Regions from separate parts of the Mus musculus genome. Here region 2 is linked to region 1. Evidence: chromatin contacts called from public HiChIP or PLAC-seq data. All regions are on one chromosome and are shown on one strand. Each heading gives the region's core, a stretch centred on a gene start, on an enhancer-like site or on the middle of the called end of the contact. The rest is flanking DNA. Distances are from core to core; before and after follow the strand shown. Region 1 holds the start of Eral1 (Era (G-protein)-like 1 (E. coli)). Region 2 overlaps Supt6 (SPT6, histone chaperone and transcription elongation factor).

Region 1 (3,057 bases), core at 156-2,655:
TCTTTTTTTTTTTTTAAAGATTTATTTATTTATTATATGTAAGTACATTGTAGCTGTCTTCAGACACTCCAGAAGAGGGTACCAGATCTCGTTACGGATGGTTGTGAGCCACCATGTGGTTGCTGGGATTTGAACTCTGGACCTTCGGAAGAGCAGTCGGGTGCTCTTACCCACTGAGCCATCTCACCAGCCCCCCTTACCCGTTTTTTAAGACAAGTATTCATCCCAGGCTGGCCCTCAATATCCTCATCCTTTGGCCTCCACCTCCTAAATGTTGGGGTTACAGGAACGCTCCATCACATACAGCTACCTGCTTTTTTTTTTCTTCTGCTCATTTTCCTTCAGTAAGATTTAATCTCAGAGCCTCGAGATTTAATCTCGAAAAAAAAAAAAAGCTTTAATCTCAGAGAATAGATAGGAGTTGATATTTAGAGAGGTAAATACAGTCTGCTACTCAACAGGAATGTTTACCACAGAACCACCCTTTAACTGAGGTCTAGACACCAAAAAGGTGCAGACTTCACAAAGCAACCTGTGCTGACTAGTTTTATGATAACTTGACACAAGCTGGTGTCATCTCAGAGGACGGAACCTCGATTGAGAAATTGCCTCCATAAGATTGGGCTGTAGGCATTTTCTTAATTAACTGTTGATATGGGAGGCATTGTGAGTGGTGCCACACCTGGGCTGGTGTTCCTAAATGCTATAAGAAAGCAGGCTGAACAAACCATGAGGAGTAAGCCAGTAAGCAGCATCCCCCTCCACGGTCTCTGCATCTACTCCTGTCTCCAGGTTTCTGCTTGGTTTGAGCTCCTTCCTTGTCTCCCCTCAGTGGATTGTGAGTCTAGACATATAAGCCAAATAAAACCCATTCTTCCCCAAGTAGCTTTTGGTTATGGTGTTTCATCACAGCTATAGTAACCCTAAGACTGCCACGCCCAGCTAAAACACAGCAAAAGAGGAAATAAGAAAGGATCCTGCAGGGTTGAGGCTAGAAAGCACTTAAAAAAGAAAAAGAAAAAAATCTAGTGAAATGAAGCTTAGAGCCCGTTCCCATGCCCACGCCCACTCCTAGCAATAAGAGAGTTTCTCCTCTTAAGCCGCTAAGAGGAGCTTCTGCGGTATGGTGTCCCGAGGAATGTCATTAGGAAGACATGGTTTAAAAGCTCTTTACACAACTTTGGCAGGAGGAGAAATGATGTGTTTGGGAGTCCAAGACGACTGTTATACTCAGGCAGGAAACACAGCACAATTTTGCCTTTCCTTAGCCTTTGGATACCGTCTTTCCCTCCGCCTCCTAGGGTATCCCTTGTTGTAGAATGGAGATTCTGTTTGGGCCGATCTAGCTTTCTTCCACTCGTTGGTCCGTGGGCTTCTCGGTCCAATCGCGTCGCGCTTCTGATCGGTACCAGGGTGCATTGCGGCAAAATGGCTGCCCCCAGGCGGTACTGCGCTGGGCTCGTTCGGGCCTTGTTAGGGGCCCGACAGGTGGGTTCGCATGCAGGGAGGGAATGGCTTGCTCCGCCCGGCTGTCTTCTAGGTAACCAGGCGAGGTGCGTGTCCTGTGTCGTGGGCTCCACTTTCTCTGGTCCCCTCCTGGCCTCGGCCTCTAGTCGTTATGGTCAGGACTCCGCCTTGGACCGTATCCTTGGATTTTCTCAGCCTGACAGTTCGTTGGTTCCGAGCGTCCCCGCGGTGTCGGTGCACAGAGGTAAAGGGTCCAGCTATGTTAGTTACAGGTGTTTGGTTCTATGACATGTTTTGATGTGTAGCCCAAACCAGCTTGGAATTCGGATCTTCCCGCTGCAGCCTCTTAAGTGTTGGGATTACAGGTGTTGGCCATGACCGGCCTCTGATGGTTTTAGCAGTGGAAATCATGTATCGTAAGTAAAATCCCTCTGCCTCTAGAAATAGCAGTTTAACTTCTCATTTAATAAAAAATAAACCTGAGCCCAAGGAGAGGCGAGTGGAGAAGGCTGTCAAAGAGTTTGAAAGTGAGGGTCTGTGAAACAGACGAAGGCTCTTGTTGCTTGACAACCTGAGTTCAGTCCTTGGAACTCATATGGTGGAAACTGAGACCCAGACAGTTTTGCCCTAACTACCATAAGCTCCCACTGACACACAAATAAATAAATATAGCAACATAAAGAGTTTTAGGAATGTGAAGAACCTAGACCCTCTGTTGGTTACAGTCAGTCATTAGTCAAGGCAAAGTTGTCTCCCTCAGTCCTCAATGCCCAGCCTGTGTTTTTTTTTTCTCCCATACAGTTGTCATTTTGAAAAAGAAGTTATTCATAAATAGTTAATGTGATTCCATATTACATATGAAAAAAAAAAAAAACAAGAGACTTAGAGAGTTTAGGTAACCTAATGATCAAGTAAGCTCAAATGCCAAACTATTCTCAAAGTTAAGAATGGGTTGGCTTCTGCCAAGCCATTACCAGGTCCTCAAGTCCTCATCAAGCAGTATAGACCCAATACGTGGATCTTGAGCCCTATCTACTTGGTTTAATCCTAAATTAAGTCAGGCCTTATGGTGCATGCCTGTAGTCCCTACACTGAGGAGGTGGAGGTGGAAGATCTGGAGAAAAATTTCAGCTCTGACTGTGGTACCCTATGCTGCTATGAAGGTACTGCAAAATGTTTCAATCTCTCCTTATGATACTGCATTGCAAGTAACAGTGCCTAGTCTCCTACCAGACTGTAGTCCATGCTTCTTTCAGGGTGACATTGAGACAGAGTTTCACTCTAGACCAGGATAACCTGGAGCTCACTATCCCCAGCCTCCTGCATGTGGGGATTTCAGGTTCGAGCCACCACATCCATTTTATAAAGTGCCGTTTCTTTGGTATCATTTAGTGTGGTGGTTTTGTTTTTTTGAGGCAGGGTCTAGTTATGTAGCCCAGGTTGGCCTTGGTCTCAAAGGAGATCCACTCTTTTTTAAACCTCTTTTTTTTTTTTTTTTTTTTTTAAAGATTTATTTATTATATGTAAGTACACTGTAGCTGTCTTCAGACACTCCAGAAGAGGGAGTCAGATCTCGTTACGGATGGTTGT
Region 2 (3,057 bases), core at 226-2,725, 130 kb before region 1:
TACAACTGTCTATAATTGTTGTTCCATGAAATTCTATGCCTTCTTCTGGTATGCTGATATATACTCAGACAAAGCATTCTTATGCATAATGTGCATAAATAAATAAATCTTTAAAAAAAAAATTCAGGGGCTGGAGAAATGGCTCCACAGTTAAGAGCACTGACTGCTATTCCAGAGGTCCTGAGTTCATTTCCCAGCAACCACATGGTGGCTCACAACCATCTGTAATGGGATCTGATGCTCTCTTCTGGTGTGTTTGAAGAGAGTGACAGGGTACTCACATACATAAATAATATTAAAAAGCCGGGCAGTGGTGGTGCACTCCTTTAATCCCAGCACTCAGGAGGCAGAGGCAGGCGGATTTCTGAGTTCGAGGCCAGCCTGGTCTACAAAGTGAACTCCAGGACAGCCAGGGCTATATAGAGAAACCCTGTGGGGGTGGGGGGGTGTTTCAGATCTCTGGTTATAAGTACCAAATTCATGGGAATAAAATACTCTGTTTTCAGGGGTAAGATCAGCCTGGCCGCAAACTCAGTACAGTGCTGAGAATGACCTTGAACTCCTGTCTACCTGCCTCCACCTCCCAAGTGCTAAAATAAACACACATACACCATACCTGGTTTTATGCGGTGCTGGGAACTGAATTTGGGGTTTTTGGAAAGGCATCATGGCCAAAGGAACTTATAATAGAAAGCACTTAATTGGAGGCTTACCTAGATTTTAGGTTAGTCCATGATCATCATGGTGGAAAGCAGATAGGTATGGCTCTAAAGCAGTAGCTGAGAATTTTACATCCTGGTTCATAGGCAATAGGCAGAGGAAGACATTGAGCCTGACCTAGACTTTTGAAGCCTCAGTGCCTAACCTCAGTAACACACATCCTCCAACAAGTGCACACTTCCCAGCCCTTTCAAACAGTCCAGCATAGGACTAAGCATGTGAATCCGTGGGCCTGTGGGGCCATTTTCATTTGATTACCACACCCTTTGTGAATCTGGATGAGCTGTGGACTTGGGGCTCAAAAGAGGTTGGTTGGTGGTTGGTTGGTTGGTTTGTTTGTTTGTTTTTGAGACACGGTTTCTCTGTGTAGCCCTGCGGTCCTCAAACTTGCTCTGTAGACCAGGCTGGCCTCGAACTCACAGAGATCCACTTGCCTCCGCCTCCACCTCCCAAGTGCTGGGATTAAAAGTGTGTAGCGCAACTGCTTGACAAAAAAGATATTCTTAAACTTAATGAAGCTAAGGTTTTCAACAGTACCCAGACGGCCTTAAGCCAATATTTACATGGAAAGACTCATCAGGAAAAATACCAAGCACAGCTATTAATTACTTCGATTCCTTTCATAAAAGGGCATGAGCTTTAGCTAACAACCTGGGAGGGGTGCCCATGATGGTCAGGTCTCCAGCTGAGAGTGAGAGGCATTGGGACATGATACATCCACCCACCCCCAAGTTCCTACTTTGTCATTGCGTAGCTGGCTTTGGGCAAGTCCTCCCTTTCTGTCTGGGCTTTGCTCTTCTTTTATGTGAAATAAAGCATTGGGCTGGATAGGTTTGTCCCTTCCAGCTCACACATTCTGTGGATCTAGGTGGGGATGACTGTTCACTGCCGGATCATGAAGATCGATATTGAAAAGTTCAGTGCAGACCTGACCTGCCGGACCTCAGACCTCATGGACAGGAACAATGAGTGGAAACTGCCCAAGGACACCTACTATGACTTTGATGCGGAAGCTGCAGACCACAAGCAGGAAGAGGATATGAAACGAAAGCAGCAGCGGACCAGTGAGTGCCCGCACGCGGGTTGCACCCGAGTACAGCTTATACCAGAGACCTAGGCCGCAGAGTTCCTGTGCATAGGCTTAACAGAGCCTGTGCCCAGTTTCAAAGCTTTGGAGCCTAGAGACATGAAAGGCAGGCAGGAGCAGGACTGGAACCCACAGTCTCCCATGTACAGTTTGCTAAATTTCATTTCCTCAAACAGCATAAGAACTGAGGCTAACGCCTCATTGGTATCATGGAATCCAAGCCCAGAAAATCTGACAGTGTCTCAGAATCCCGCGGTGGGTCAAAGCTATCTTTGACTGTCCTATCACCGTCAGTTCCTAACCTGTCACCTGGTCTGTCTCTTCCTGCCTTTTCAGCATACATCAAGCGAGTGATTGCACACCCGTCCTTCCATAACATAAATTTCAAGCAAGCAGAAAAGATGATGGAGACCATGGACCAAGGGGATGTTATCATTCGGCCCAGCAGTAAAGGTGAAAACCATCTGACGGTGACCTGGAAAGTCAGTGCTGGCATCTACCAGCACGTGGACGTGCGGGAAGAGGGCAAGGAGAACGCCTTCAGCCTGGGAGCCACTCTTTGGATCAACAGTGAGGTGGGGCCATGCCGGAACAAGTTCTTCCTGGTTGCTTTCACCTGACAGTAACTTGAACACATCCATATTTTTGTCATGCAGAACAACAGAGCTAGGTAGATTGTAGCATAAGTATTAGCTTTATTTGCCCTATATTTCAATTTTTAAAATAGCCTAGAGACAACTCTTGAAGGAAGGGAAAAAAATGTACACGTATGAGGTCTCTTTATCTATATTCAACAAGGAGAAAGCTGAAGCTCCCCGGTGTTCATAAATACCAGGGGATCATCCCAGTTAGTACTCAAAAGACTATGCTGGCGAACTAGAGTCTGGGATGGAATCAAGCCAGCTGATAAATTCAAGGGACTTGACTTTGCAGTGGGGTGAGATTCAACAAGATCAGGACATCAACCCCTGCCATCTTGTCTCTTGAGGCTGGGTTTGATGAAGGGCTGGAATCTGTGATGTGTGAGGCCTTCTGTTCTTCCCATAGGAATTTGAAGACTTGGATGAGATTGTTGCCCGCTATGTCCAGCCCATGGCTTCCTTTGCTCGAGACCTTCTGAACCACAAATATTACCAGGACTGTAGTGGTGGGGACCGAAAGGTGAGCCTTGGACCCTCTGGACACCTTCCAGGCTCTTCTGGGTGGTCCCTAAGGAAAGCGTAGGGACTCACTGGTGAAGGAAGTGCATG

Evidence for each region. HiChIP or PLAC-seq counts read pairs in DNA pulled down with a chosen protein or histone mark.
Region 2: a contact with region 1 is called in an H3K4me3 HiChIP or PLAC-seq map of bone marrow-derived macrophages, with 2.6 times the contacts expected there. The contact joins the enhancer-like site here to the promoter of Eral1 in region 1. A contact is called at or near these places in 7 of 39 promoter capture datasets (the C10 cell line, frontonasal cranial neural crest, liver and 3 more), 3 of 484 Hi-C or Micro-C datasets (the 63-12 cell line, LSK cells and group 2 innate lymphoid cells), 6 of 115 datasets of contacts at active chromatin or transcription factors (the SCID.adh cell line, bone marrow-derived macrophages, effector CD8 T cells and 3 more) and 4 of 9 other capture datasets (adipose tissue, embryonic stem cells, liver and 1 more).

The regions. Positions count from the first base shown.
Region 1 is chr11:78,078,731-78,081,787 of GRCm38.p6, reverse strand. It overlaps Eral1 (Era (G-protein)-like 1 (E. coli)), which reads left to right and starts at 1,405. Exons shown (of 10, transcript NM_022313.2): 1 at 1,405-1,711. The coding sequence starts at 1,429.
Region 2 is chr11:78,211,994-78,215,050 of GRCm38.p6, reverse strand. Supt6 (SPT6, histone chaperone and transcription elongation factor) reads left to right here. Exons shown (of 37, transcript NM_009297.2): 29 at 1,589-1,784; 30 at 2,144-2,382; 31 at 2,855-2,968. Among named protein-coding and RNA genes, the nearest start is that of Proca1, 19 kb to the right of the region's middle. Within about 2 kb of position 1,475, at least 64 of the 459 cell types and tissues checked have an H3K27ac peak or open chromatin away from gene starts, as enhancers often do. A contact at or near this core is called in adipose tissue, bone marrow-derived macrophages, group 2 innate lymphoid cells and 1 more, where this site is marked.